2 separate regions of the Mus musculus genome follow, and region 1 is linked to region 2. A link is a contact called in public Micro-C data. All regions are on one chromosome and are shown on one strand. The core of a region is the stretch at or near the end of the contact, and the rest is flanking DNA. Distances in the headings are between cores, read along the strand shown. Region 1 overlaps Nedd4 (neural precursor cell expressed, developmentally down-regulated 4). Region 2 holds the start of Nedd4 (neural precursor cell expressed, developmentally down-regulated 4).

Region 1 (3,213 bases), core at 399-2,898, 48 kb before region 2:
TTGACACAAATCCATGCAAGCATTCTCTCTCTTCTCTCTCTCCCTCCCTCCCTCCCCCAAAACAAAAACCTTTGACAGTTGCATATATTGGTATTACTGAAAGGCATAGCTGTAAGCATTTAGAGGAGCCATGTTGCCGGTTACCTCACATTCTAAGAGTGTTCCCACATTGGTGAAAGCTAATGTGCCCATCTCAGTGCACCCTGAATGCTCTCCCTGCTTACCCATGGCTATTGGCAAGGGTGGACTCACACTCAGAGGCATAGCACGACTGAGTACATGTCTTAGATTACCTTCCAGAACCAGTGGATGACCTGGTGGTTCATGCTGTAGCCATTTTTGTATTTTGTGTGTTCCCGCCAGTCGTTCACATCCACATCTCCCAGACCACACATGAGAAGCTGCAGACAGATACACGGATCGGCAGTCAGAATGGTAAGCAGGAAAACCAGGGCGAAGCTCTGCTGTTTTCTCCTTCCCGAGACAGGGTCTTATTATGTACCTCTGGAACTCATTATATAGATCAGGCTGGCCTCAAACTCACAGCGGTTCACTGCCTCTGTCCCTCAGTGCTGGGACATCCAGCCAAAGCTGTTTTAACATAGAGCATTTAGGGCTAGAGAGATGGCTCAGCTGTTAAGAGCACTGATTGCTCTTCCAGAGGTCCTGAGTTCAATTCTCAGCAATCTCATGATGGCTCACAACCATCTCTAATGGAATCTGATGCCCTCTTCTGCTGTGTCTGAAGACAGCAACAGTGCACTCATATACATAAAATATATCTTAAAAAAAACAAAACCATAGAGCATTTCTCTTTCCTTATCTATCTATCTATCTATCTATCTATCTATCTATCTATCTATCTATCTATCTATCTATCAAACTGTATGTATGTATGTATGTATGTATGTATGGCAACATCAGCATGTGTATGTCATGTTCTGAGTGAGAAAGTTAGAGGACAACTCATTGGGGGTCCATGTCCACTCCAGGAGCCAAATTCAGGCTGTCAGGCTTGGCGGTCTACTTTTCCCACTGAGCCATCTTGTCAGCCCTCCAGTTCTCTTTTTAAAGACAGGGTCCCTGTAGCCCAGGTTAGCTTCAAACAGTGTAGCTCTGGATGACAAGAACTATTGGTCTTCTTGCTTCCACCTCCAAAGAGCTGGGTAACAGGTGTGCACCACCACACCCGTTCTACGGTGTCTGAGGACGGGGCCCAGGGCTTCACACGCTAAGGAAGCCCCTCCCTCATCCCTTCCACAAATGGCCATCCCCTCTACCCCACACCAGTGGTGCTAAGGACTGAACTCATGGCCTGCAGCGCTCATTAACTACATTCCCAAGCACATGCAGAAATAGTTCTTACCTCTAGCTCATTTTCATCAAATATCTTGATGAGATCCTGTGGTATCAGTTCAAAAAATCCCTAGAAGGAAAGGAAACGCGTCGGAAGCTAGTGAGCAGGCACAGCTATGCTCCAGCGTCTGGTAAAGGGGAGCGCGTTCACTTCTACAGACTTTGCCGCTACACACTGCATTTCAATATGGCTGTTCTTTATTTCTTAAAGTGGCTGGTAACAGCCTCCTTTGTCCCTCTCCCTCCCTTGTTCACAGTACTGAGGAGACTGAGTCAGACAAAATTCCTCCCCCCACCCTGGCCACGCCCACTGCAGGAGGGAAGACCCCTCAGCAAGGCCTCAGAGGCTTCTGCAGTGTCCTCAGCTCCCTGCTCCTCTCCTTCACCCACTGAAGCCTGCACAAAGTCACCTCTCACTTCTTCCTTTCACAGACAAGTACACAGAGTGTGCAAAGCTAAATTCAGTCATTTGTACGCCAACTGCCCCTCCACCACACTGCCACCTGCCCTGCTGCAGACACAGCCAAGGTCAGCACTGTAACGGTCTGGTAAACACTTTGTATTTCTATTCTATTTGATTTTTGTCTAAAACATCACGTTTGTGCCTGTATGTCTGTGTAAATGTATGGGTACACATGTTCCACAGCACGTGTGTGGCAGTCGGATGACAGCTTGCAGGAGTTAGCTTTCTCCTTCCACTAAGTGATTATATGTGCCCAGGGTTCAAAGCCATGTCCTCAAGTTTGGCAGCACACACCTTAAACCCACTGAGCCCTCCCAGCCTGCTCTTAATACTACAATCTCTCTCCCTACTCCCTTTTTGACAGGGTCATACTATGTATCCCAGGCTGCCCTTGGACTTGCATTCATCCGGCCTCCGCCCCCAACCATAGCACCTCTGCACCTTACTTTCCCCCACTTGGAGGACTGAAGACTCTCGTTCTCACTGGCACAGCTGCTTGCTCATGGCTTTTTCTCTGAGTTCCTCTAGTCCCCAGCTTAATCCCGCTTTGAGCCTCCCTAACCACTTCCCACTAAGATTCTAAGAATTCTTGAAGACAGTCAGAGCAGGAAGATTTGCCCAGGAATATATAGTGAGACTGACATATAGCACCTGAGCAGAGGTAACCAGCTACATGGCAGAATAAAGATTGAAATAAATGTGTTATCTATAAGTTATGATCCTAGTCAGAGAAGAACCTAGCTATATGGCCAGGGTACTTGTAAGACTTGGGTCTGAGTCTTATTTCTGGGAGCATGGGACTAGAAGAAAGAATTGGGACCCAACTTGTACACTCCAGGGGGTTCTTTACTGATCTCCATGAGTGCATATGTATATTATTTTAAAAACATAAAATCAAACTAGAAACATATTGAGAAAGACTTTACAGAGCCCACCACATCTTACCCTCTCAGATGTGTGGGTCTTGGAAGTCTGGGTATGGTGAGCAAGAGTGCTGTGTACCTACCTCTTTAAAAGCTGCCATTTGCTTCTGGATACGGTTCACAAATCGCCATTGTATTACAAGGCTAAAAGGAGGAAAAACAAAACAAAACATTTCTTTCCATTTCCCCCCCAATACAAACCAAGAAACAATTTTAGGACATGTTTATACCACTTAGAAACAGACAGACTGGCCGGGCATGGTGGTGCACGCCTTTAATCCCAGCACTTGGGAGGCAGAGGCAGGCAGATTTCTGAGTTCAAGGCCAGCCTGGTATACAAAGTGATTTCCAGGACAGCCAGGGCTACACAGAGAAACCCTGTCTTGAAAAAAACAACAACAAAAAAGAAACAGACAGCCGGGCATGGTGGCGCATGCCTTTAATCCCAGCACTCGGGAGGCAGAGGCAGGC
Region 2 (3,116 bases), core at 90-2,589:
CTCCACGGATGTTTAAATGGTAACCCATGTCTGATGCGGTTGGCAAGCAAGGGGATGCCCTCTGTTTGAGCATGCCATGGTCCAAATCAGACTGCAGCTGAAGTTCTAACCTCTCTGATGTGCAGCCACCACGGGGGTTTGCACAATCTGATGTCGTTGGTTTTTGTTGGGTCAAGTGCACGGAAACACAGGAAAATCCTTCTGGCAACTTCTCACACACAGTTTGTTTGGGCCTATTATTTGAAATGACAATTTTCTTTTGCAATGAGCCCTTGGCATGGAGTGGCCGTACATCTCTGACTTCTCCAGGAGTACAAACCATTTTAGATAATCGAAGCCCGTTGACAGCTGTTGACAGAAAGCCTTTGGTGCCAGATCCATCTTCATGATGTGCAGTTTCAGTAGGTGATACAACCAACTGGTGTGAGGTCTGGTAGGCACCTCTGCTCGTCGGGGATGCTGGTGGGGTGTTTGAAGGACTCCTGGGGAAAATGACCAAAGACGTGCAGCGCTTCAGTGGACCCTTTGCGTTCCTACTCACTGGCAGTTTCATAATCTCTACTCCACGATCCAGGTCCTCCTGGGCAAAGGGAAGTCTACTGGGACTTCCGCACATAACTTCACGGGGTGTAGTGTCGACTGGCACGCTTCTGTTGGAGGCGTTGTCAGAAGGTAAATTTCCACTGAAAAAGGTCTCATAGCCACTACTGTCGCTGACACCACTGCCGGTGGAGGAGCCTCCACTTGCGAGGCTTGCACAAGACCCACAGTCACTGCCACTGCTGCTGTAAGACCCACTGTCACTGGCTGAGAAGTTACTGAGGCTGCCATTGTCCAGCTCACTGTCAATTCCACTGCTGCTGCAAACATCATCCTTTGAAGCACAGGTAGAGGAAGTACTGTCCCTATCAGCCACGACAGTGTCAGATGGAAGACACCCTCCGTATCTGGGCTGCAGTGAGATCTGCAGGCAGCTGCTCTTTTTGTCAGTACTTTCAGAGGATCTATGCTCTACCCACGGAGCCTGTGGCGCCTGTCTGGGGGTCAGCCTCATTTGAACCACACTAGCCACTGAGATCCGGGGCCGCCTCTGGCCGTGTGTGTCAACGTGGCTATCCAAGTCATCTCCAGAGGGTTCCGACAGAGGGTAAGTCTTGCTTCTTCTGGCGGCAAAGTGCAGTCGTAAACTCTGTGCCATTTGTTCTCATTTCCAAGCATGTTCAGGGCTGAGAGTCAAAACAAAGAGCTCTGTCTGTAGTCAGGCTAGCGCAGCTGTGCTGCATCCAGAGGAAAAAACCATCGGCGGTGTTGAAAAAGCTCGTGGGGAGGCGTCTTTAACTTCAGATACCAGATTTCATAGAAAAGGACGACCCATGCCCGAGATTGACGTTCCCCAAGTGTCTAGAATCGCCGGGAGTCAGAACGCCTTCACTGACAAAGCACTTGATTTCCAGCGACCTTTAAGCTGAGCTCAGCTGCAGCCCTGACTCAAACACAGCCAACCTTGTTTCAATTATACCTTCGCCAATTTGCATGAATGAGTAACGCAAGAACAACAAGCTTCTTCAATTTCAACTGGGAAACCTAGTTTTTCACCCCAGCCCTACAAAACGAACATTTAACTCCCGAAATCTCAGTGCCTACAACTTCCCCCGGTGATCCTCACCGCTAATATTTTCACTGAATGCTATAGGATTACAGGAAATGGGTACAAATAAAACCTGTGTGATTGAGTATCAAATTAAAGATTGAATTTCAAAATATGGCCATACTGAGAGATTTAGTCAGGTTTAATGCAGGGACTACGCGGACTGTAATATTTTTTCAGGAATGAGTAAATGAAAACAGCTGAATAACTTGGAAATACAAAAACGTGGGGTGAGGGGCATAAAGCCTAACCGTCAAATTGAACAAGGTAAATATTTTAGCAAAACACAATTATGAAAGTGAAAGTTGACAAACTGAACTACAAAACGAGCCCAGTAACATTGTTGTAAACACCAAATAACCTCCTCAAGGGGAAATTTTTAAAAAAAGGCTGAGGAGAAGCTGTCACCAACCATTTTGTCCTGTAATTTTAACGTTTAATGCAGCCAAGTAGTACAGTCTTTAAATGATGCCATTTATATTTTGACTATTAAAATCCTGCCAAGAAATAGCCTGGGTAAACATTCCATTAAAAACATATGCAGATTAGACAGAAAAGCTACACCCCAATATAGTCTGAACACATTGGATATTTTATTCCACTGTGTGCAATTCATTCACTTAAAGAGAGTGTTGTGGTAAGTAAAGAAGCCTAAAAAGGATTTAACACATCAAATAAACATATCTCAATGGCAATCCTGTTCTCGGAGAGTCCTCTGCGGGCCCTACTGGTGCTTTAAAACAACCCAGGCAGCTGTTAGACACCTATAAAGACAAGACATACAAACCAGGCCACATATTTCATAATATAAACAAGGCAGGCCCTTGTTTACATCTTTGCCCACTAGCATGGCCTCTGAGGTAGAATTACGAGTACTGATAAAACTCTCACAGCAGAGAACAGTAGACGGCTTGTCCTTCAGAGGTGGTGATTCTCTGTATATATAGATATATATTTCTGATTTATGTTTACATAACCTTTACTGTATTTTCAGCTTACTCGGCAATAAAGGCTTAATATTTTAATTTCTCTCCCAAATGTCACAGACCAAGGTTGGTATTCTATTTGAAAGAAGCAAATTTATTTTTAAATAATACTCTAGGGTATATTTAAACCCCTTACCTGAATTTTATAGCAAGAACTCCAGCAATAAGTATATACTGGCCCATTCATAGCAAAATAGTTGAGTTATTTACACTACATGGCACTACACCCAAGCTGTATTTTTTCTAACTTAAGGGTTTTTTTCCTAAGTAAAAGCAAATGTGTCAAACATATACTTTGTTTAAAAAAGAAAACTGCTTAAGTCAGATCTGTTTTGAATTCCAATTTTCTAACAGTATTTTTAACCAGTTAACCATAACAGACTGGAATCTGTTAGGTTTTGTTCGACTGAAATGGACATTACCCTTGCTTAGCCCGTTATGCCTTTACAGACTTCAGGAAACACTGCCGTGTATTACGCTGC

What was found. A called contact is a pair of places that touch in the nucleus more often than the background predicts.
Region 1: a Micro-C map of embryonic stem cells shows a contact between it and region 2, with 1.9 times the contacts expected there. The contact joins the enhancer-like site here to the promoter of Nedd4 in region 2. A contact is called at or near these places in 1 of 39 promoter capture datasets (embryonic stem cells), 2 of 15 datasets of contacts at CTCF or cohesin (embryonic stem cells and stem cell-derived epiblast-like cells), 45 of 484 Hi-C or Micro-C datasets (the CH12 cell line, ECoMG myeloid progenitors, the G1E-ER4 cell line and 25 more), 7 of 115 datasets of contacts at active chromatin or transcription factors (embryonic stem cells, extraembryonic endoderm stem cells and stem cell-derived neural progenitor cells) and 5 of 9 other capture datasets (adipose tissue, embryonic stem cells, embryonic tail and 2 more).

The regions. Positions count from the first base shown.
Region 1 is chr9:72,739,841-72,743,053 of GRCm38.p6, reverse strand. It overlaps Nedd4 (neural precursor cell expressed, developmentally down-regulated 4), which reads right to left. Exons shown (of 24, transcript NM_001357998.1): 19 at 2,826-2,886; 20 at 1,367-1,426; 21 at 294-401. Among named protein-coding and RNA genes, the nearest start is that of Gm27204, 38 kb to the left of the region's middle. Within about 2 kb of position 1,648, at least 6 of the 459 cell types and tissues checked have an H3K27ac peak or open chromatin away from gene starts, as enhancers often do. A contact at or near this core is called in embryonic stem cells and induced pluripotent stem cells, where this site is marked.
Region 2 is chr9:72,691,521-72,694,636 of GRCm38.p6, reverse strand. Nedd4 (neural precursor cell expressed, developmentally down-regulated 4) reads right to left here and starts at 1,339. Exons shown (of 24, transcript NM_001357998.1): 1 at 1-1,339. The coding sequence starts at 1,198.